2 separate regions of the Mus musculus genome follow, and region 1 is linked to region 2. The links are chromatin contacts, called in public Micro-C maps. All regions are on one chromosome and are shown on one strand. Each heading gives the region's core, a stretch centred on a gene start, on an enhancer-like site or on the middle of the called end of the contact. The rest is flanking DNA. Distances are from core to core; before and after follow the strand shown.

Evidence for each region. A called contact is a pair of places that touch in the nucleus more often than the background predicts.
Region 1: a contact with region 2 is called in a Micro-C map of the HL-1 cell line, with 3 times the contacts expected there. The contact joins two enhancer-like sites. A contact is called at or near these places in 1 of 15 datasets of contacts at CTCF or cohesin (large pre-B cells), 37 of 484 Hi-C or Micro-C datasets (B cells, CD4 T cells, the G1E-ER4 cell line and 23 more), 12 of 115 datasets of contacts at active chromatin or transcription factors (astrocytes, bone marrow-derived macrophages, craniofacial prominence and 5 more) and 3 of 9 other capture datasets (adipose tissue, liver and pancreatic islet).

What each region holds. Positions count from the first base shown.
Region 1 is chr9:71,756,265-71,759,780 of GRCm38.p6, forward strand. The region is part of intron 1 of Cgnl1 (cingulin-like 1); the gene reads right to left. Among named protein-coding and RNA genes, the nearest start is that of Gm51713, 7.8 kb to the right of the region's middle. Within about 2 kb of position 1,352, at least 42 of the 459 cell types and tissues checked have an H3K27ac peak or open chromatin away from gene starts, as enhancers often do. A contact at or near this core is called in the HL-1 cell line, where this site is marked.
Region 2 is chr9:71,644,656-71,648,080 of GRCm38.p6, forward strand. Cgnl1 (cingulin-like 1) reads right to left here. Exons shown (of 19, transcript NM_026599.5): 13 at 837-998. Among named protein-coding and RNA genes, the nearest start is that of Myzap, 54 kb to the left of the region's middle. Within about 2 kb of position 1,621, at least 7 of the 459 cell types and tissues checked have an H3K27ac peak or open chromatin away from gene starts, as enhancers often do. A contact at or near this core is called in the HL-1 cell line, where this site is marked.

The DNA of each region.
Region 1 (3,516 bases), core at 102-2,601, 110 kb after region 2:
GCACCACCATGCCTGGGTGCATCTATTGTTCCTTGTTCAAGTGTTTGCCTAGTACACACTGGGTTCAATCTCCATAGACTAATTTCACAGACATAATATTAAACAAAAAGAAAACAAGGGATGCCAAGACGGCTCAATGGGTAAAGGGGCTTGCCACTAAGCCTGATAACCTGAGTTCACGACCCACATGATTGAAAGAGAACCAACTCTTGCAAGTGGCCCTCTGACCTCTACACCCATGCTACCACATACCTGTAATGTAAATAAATAAATGTAAAAGTCTTCAATATAAAGTCAGACACAGAATGGTACATGCTCTGTGACTCGATCGGTTTGTTTGTTTGTTTGTTTCATGAAGTTCAAGTAGTGACAACTTACAAATGGTAAGAAACAGTGGCTACTGCTGAAGGATGATAAACCAGGACAAAGCGTGAGAAAACCTGCACAAGATTCTGTACGCTTACAACTTGTATGTGCTACTTAAAATATAAAATCTGGGTTCGAGCCGTAACTGTCACTGCTTAAGGGCTGCGTGGCCTTGAATCAATCCCTTCAGCATCTCTAACTTAAAGTGCGGTTGAACACAGCCTTGAGCGCATCACCTGCTTCCTGGAAACAAGATGAGAAGTAAGTTCAGCGGTGCTTATGGAGTAGGACTTGAAGCAGTGCCCTGTACTGGGTAGAGCTCAGGACTTAACTGAGCAGCTGCAGCAAACACTGATGGATTAGCTGGTGTCAAGCTCTAAGCTCTGAACCTTTAATTTTGTTGCAACCTCATCTCTCTAGTTCCTGTTCTTATCCCGGTCACCCAGGCCAGAAGCCAAGTGGGTGGCCCAGGGAAGCAGAAGCATAAGGTCCCAACTTCATCTCAAGAAGGACTAGTCACACTGCGGATGCTGCCTCTGAGGTCACAGCAAAAGGGAACTGGCCAGCGTCACCCCATCAGGATTAATCACCCACGAAAGAGAAAAAAAAAAAAAAAAGACTGGAGGCTCTAAAAGCAGTAGCTGATTTTTGCAGGAGAAAGAATATTTTATTCTGGTGGAATAATTCATTTGGAATGGAGGAATCGCCTGGGACCTGAACCAGTTCATCTTTCTTCCCCAAGGAAGAGGAGACAGCCAGCCCTCTGTCAGAAGCGCTTCTTGTTGACTGGCCAAATTTGCTATCCTTTCATGAATCCCAGATTTACACTCAATTTTCAAAGCATATGCCTGTGAGTGAAATAACTTTAGATGCTGGCCGTGCAGTAAAGGATTCGGATTAGCTCAGATACTTGAAACGCCATAAACATGTCCTTCATGTCGTGAGGTCAGCCTGACCTTGCACCAAGATCGTGACTCACTCTGACCAGCCTTTGCTTTAACCACGGTACATGTGCTGTGGTTCAAATCCAGCCCCACCCCTTAGCAGTTGTATCACCTTAGCAAAGTCCTTCATCTCTCTGTGCCTCGGTTTCCTTAATAAGATGGTCTAACAATGAGGTCATTACAAGAAGAAGAAAAAATTAGTACCTGTCAAGTAATGGAGGTAATGACCCTGTCATTTAAAATTATATAATCCAATCACAAACTTTGCAGATATAGTATAGAATGTCTGAAAGCCAGGAGGTGTTTACTAAAATTAAGTCAAAAGAGCACTAGCATCATGTTATATGTACATGTACATGCATAGGTACGCGCGCGCGCACACACACACACACACACACACACACACAGAGGAAATTTAAATTTAAATTACGTCAACTTTAGAACTTTTTAATCTGTCGATGAGCTCAGATTCTCTGCATCTCAATTTAATGGCCCCAAAAAGATGGAAAACAATACTTAAATTTCAAATATATCTAATATTCATTTGAGTATATATATTTGAATGTATACATATATATGTAGATGGAGAGAGAGCAAGAGAGAAAGAGAGAGAGAGAAGTGAAATAATTGGGTTTGACTGTGGCTTCCTTTCAGCCTGCAGCAGAGAAGGCTCACTAAGATTATACATTTTCCTTCCTTTGTAAATGTTGAAAGCTTTTCATTTTGTTCCAAAGGAAATGGCTATAGCAAAGTTCAATGACATCAGACACCATCATTGTCTGGGCAGTGCGTGCGAGTATCCGGTGGCCCTTACAGAAGGGCTTAATGCTAAAACCCAGACTCACAGAAGCTAAAGGCAACTTCATGGGACTTCCCTTACAAATTATCCATTCTGATTTACCAGCTCCAACTCAGACAGTCAGCTCTGGAGCAAGGGAGTGGTTTGCAGCACAACACAATGGTCTACTACCCCATGATCCACCCTCCCAGAAAAAGCCTTCCAATGCTCACATGCCTCTGTGTTCCCATGTGGGAGGGATGCATGCTCAGAAGGCTGCTGTGTGCAACTCTTTCTTCACACCAACAGGCACACTCACACTTTTCTACAGACACTGACCAATGACACTGAAGATTCCATCTCACTGACTGTTACCAGTGGTTCTGTTCTTATTACCAAAGTAATCCAATCAACATAGCGTTCTCTGCTATACTGTCCAGGGTATCAGAGGGCAAAGGCAGGCAGATCTCTGTGAATCAGAGGACAGCCTTACAGAATGAGTTCAAGGCCAGCCAAGGCTACATAAATGAGACCACATCTTAAAAGAGAAAAAGACACACAGACTCCTAGAAACCACATACTATATAAACGTCACACTGGATGCCACCGCCAAGGAGATTTTCCTAGACCCTTTTTTGTAAGACCCTTTCCAGCTTTATTCTGCACGCTTTGGCATCCCAGGTGTCAGCGTGTGACAGATGAATAGAGTTCCACACTCAGACTGACTCCCAGAAATGAACTGGTCTGAGAGCTCACAGCAAATGCAGAAATGACAGCTGCGTTTTATTTGCAAGATAAATTTTCAGCAGGCCCTTCTTCCTTGCTGAGCTGAGCTGGTCGGCTGGGGGCTGTGCACTTCATAAAATTTGCTTTGGGTCTTGACCTAAACGTCCATTCATTCTTCAAATGTATCTCACTCTGTGCCAGGCACTAGGGGAGGGTTTGTTTTGTTTTGTTTTGTTTTGTTTAAGAAATAAAAAGAAAAGAAAAGGAAAGAAAGAAAAGAAGAGAAAAAAAGAAAAAAGAAAAAAGACCTTACTCATTTCCCCTCCCCTTTACATCACTGTGGCACAGCTAAAGGGGGCTCCTGTCCACCAATAGCTACGTTTCAGACAGTCCTAGCCAGGGTCTTCCTTGCCTCTCCTGAGCTCCTCTCCTCACCCCACTAATCCCCAACCCGGTTGCTCAGGTACAGCAGATACATGCCATGGAACTACTTAAAACTGTAGCTAAATTCCCCCAAGTAATACTCAAGTGTTAAATTAAAAAAAAGCATTTTAAAAGAAAAAAAATGCCCATAGTCTAACTCCATCATCTGCGTACTACTGTGTTTCATCAGTAAAGAAGACATTTTCTCCCCAACGTTCTCTACAGGACAAAACCGGCCTGTTCCCTCCCATTCCTTCCCAGTGTCCCTCTCTACTCAGG
Region 2 (3,425 bases), core at 371-2,870:
CTCTCTGTTACTCTCTGAATTCCACTGGAGAGCAGAACACATGTGTGTTTCTGGTTTAGGGTCATTCCACTCTCACAAATTATTCCTCTTTAGCAATTCAGGTTTTCCTGTCATCTCAGAAGTCCTGGTATTTCTTTGTGTGGGTTTCTCTCAAGTGTTGAGTATTAGGCTTGTAAATACTCACCCCCAGCTGGTAACTGCTTTGGGCAGTTGCAGACAGACTATCTTGGGACTGGGAAATGGCAATGAATTGGACCACAGTTTGCTGATAACTCTGGCAATGATACATACACACTCAGGAAGATGGGCCAGGAATGAGACTGGACTCTGTGGTTTGGTCAGTGGTCCCCGATGTGCAGGGTGGTTTGGGGTCTACGGCACAGTGTGGAACCTGACTGGACAGTTGGCAGTCTTGGAGCCTTTGTAGGGGAACCATTACTTAAGGGACACAACACCATCAGCTAATTTCTTTGGGGAATAACTTATATCCTCTTCAAAGCAATGAAGCCATTAGGCTAAATCACAGATCAATTCCTTCCTGCGTAACTCTCTACAACATGATAAGCTGCCCCCCACTCCAAAGAAAGGGTCTTGATTACATCAAGCTAGAAAGAGTGAAAGCCCAAGGCTTCCTATATCCCCCTGGTGGCCCAGACGTGTTCTCCTCAGCCTGGCTCCAGTCCGGGTACCCACAGCCTGGCTCCCGCCCCCTAGGTGCCCTCAGCCTGGCTCCAGCCCGGGTACCCACAGCCTGGCTCCCAACCCCTAGGTGCCCACAGCCTGGCTCCCGCCCCCTAGGTGCCCTCAGCCTGGCTCCAGCCCGGGTACCCACACACCTCCATCTGCTTGATGAGTCGGCTGCGGTCATCCTTGAGGTGGCTCTTGGCCTCCAGCTCATACTCCAGGTCCTTCAGCGACTGCTCCAGAAGCTGCCGTTTTGTGAGCGCCTCCTCCTCAGCTCGCTGGTAGTCCTGCAACTCTTCCTCCTTGAGGCGTAACTAGAAGGAGAGCGTGTGTGAAGGTCCCTTGGGCAGTGGGAATGGCAAGGAATTGAAATGATATTGGATAGCTCTGGCAATGATAGAGAACACATGCCTGCATACAGGTTTGCATACCATGTGCATGTCTTGCTCAAGGAGGCCAGAAAACAGAGCGCACAGGCCCATCCCAAAGCAAAGAGGGGCAAACCCCACCTCTCTCTAGACTTCAATTTCCCATGTTATAAAAAGAGTGGTTTTCCTTTGTAAGAAGTACACTGTTGGGTTATAAAGTCAATTGATTAGGTGTGGACTAGTATTTTAACTACATAGAACACACACAATAAAGTATGAACAAGCACTGTGGTGTTTTTGTATTATATATTAACATATTTGGATGGATGGACGTGTCATTAGGTGGGCTGTGGTCAAAGCCACTTGACAGTCACTTAAGTAGCTAAGCGTTCTTGTATCAGCACTGTCTTAAGAGAGGTTTAACGTTTTAAAATAAAAACTAAATTAATGATCTCTAAGCAACTGCAGGCACAAAATCCAAGAACAAAATCATACTCATTTGGTAACAACCATTGCTGTGTAGAAAAAAATGGTCACCCATAACGACAGTGCTCTTTTCATCCACAAGGTGGCGCTCATATAATAGTTTTGAAGAATGTACAACAACAGTTTGAGTCTCAGGAGCCAGGCCATGACACTAGCAAGGGAAATGCCAAAATCAACCTGGCTTGCTGATTCAATGAGGCTCAACCCTAGCTCTTTGGTTGCCAATGTCAAACCCTCCTGGAGTAGACACAGAGCTAACAACGGAACACCACAGAGGTTTATTCCTTGCGGGAGTCCACAGAAAAGCCGGGGAAGCTCTGAAGGATCAGGCTAGCATAAGAAGACCCCAGTCCAGCACTGCATTCTGACGGAGATGAAGATGCTCGTTTCCAGTACAATGGGGAGCCCCAGCCACTTCTAGCACAGTCCCACTTGGGAGAAAATGACTTCTAGACACAGGCCCTGGTCTGGTTTGGGCATCAATGGTGAGTGAAACAGAGAGAGCACAGGGCAGTCATCCACAGAGAGCACAAAATGGGGTGCTCTCTGGACCTGATACACCACTCACTGCAGAGAAACACTACGTTTCTCTGAGTGTCAATGTCCCCATTGCAACATAGGGAAAATGTTAAAATGTACTTTATCTGAGAATTAGATGCTACCCAAAATTAGTGATCACAAAGAATGCTAATCAAATAAACAATTTCCTTCTTGGCATCCTCTGAAACACCATGCACACCTCTCCTAATACCTACCATACTGCTACCACCACCACCACCACCACCAACTCCTCCTCCTCCTCCTCCTCTTCCTCTTCCTCTTTCTCTTCCTTTACCCCCTGCCACCACCTCCACTTAGCAGGGGCTGGGGATCCATCTCCTAACACCTTTAAGTGCCCTCCCAAGAGCACTCAGTAACTCAGAGAGAACAGTTAGCACGCCTGATCACCCCCAGTTCCAAAGCCCAAAATGCAGGGCTGGAGAGAAACTGATCAGTGGTTAAAACCATGAGTTTGGCTCCTGGTACCCACACGGCAGCTCACAACCATCAGTGACTCCAGTTCCAGGAGATCCGATGCCTCCCTCCTCCTGGCATCTCTAGGTACCAGGCTCACATGTGGTGCAAGAATATACATGTAGGAAAAATAATTATATTCATAAAATAAATCCTTAAAAAAAAGACAAAACTTTGGAGCATTTGACTCCGAATCCAAAGCTAAAACATTCTGCATTGTGGATTTTGAGATTGGAAATGGCAAACAAGTAAAAATCTCCACAAATAACTTCAAGATCTCTGAGATCAGAAATACTCCTAGCACCAAGCATTTGAGGTAAGGAATGTTCCCCACAGAGTGTCCAAGAGTAACTTGCTCTCAGATAATAATAAGCAAGACAGAAAGCCCTAAAGGGGACACCTGTCTTACCCCATCCCAGGGGTATCACAGAAGAGACAGAAAAAATGGATGAGACAGGGAAGGGGTGCCATGCTTTGGAGCACTGTCACAGCAAGGCGCAGTCGTTGCACTAAGCAGCTGGGACGAGACTGAGCGACCAACCTTCCATCACAGAGCTGGAGGAGCTCACACGGCCCCGCCCCTCCCTGAGGATTTAAAAGTCAGCTAATTGTTGTTCATGGAGAGAACAACAGCTTTTCTTCAGTGGTGTAGCTGCTGTTGAGTTGTCCAGGCTCCTAAGAGCAACCTTAACGTGACAGGGACCAACACCAACGGGAAAGTGGGAGGGCCAGATGGGCAAAGGGGATCAGCAGGAGTGAGGAGACCAGAGAGGGTGCTGAGGTGAACAGGATCAAGAGACAGGAGATCCACATGTGAGATGTCGTAACGAGACCCACTACCGTATAAATGAATCAACCTGCTAATAAATTAGC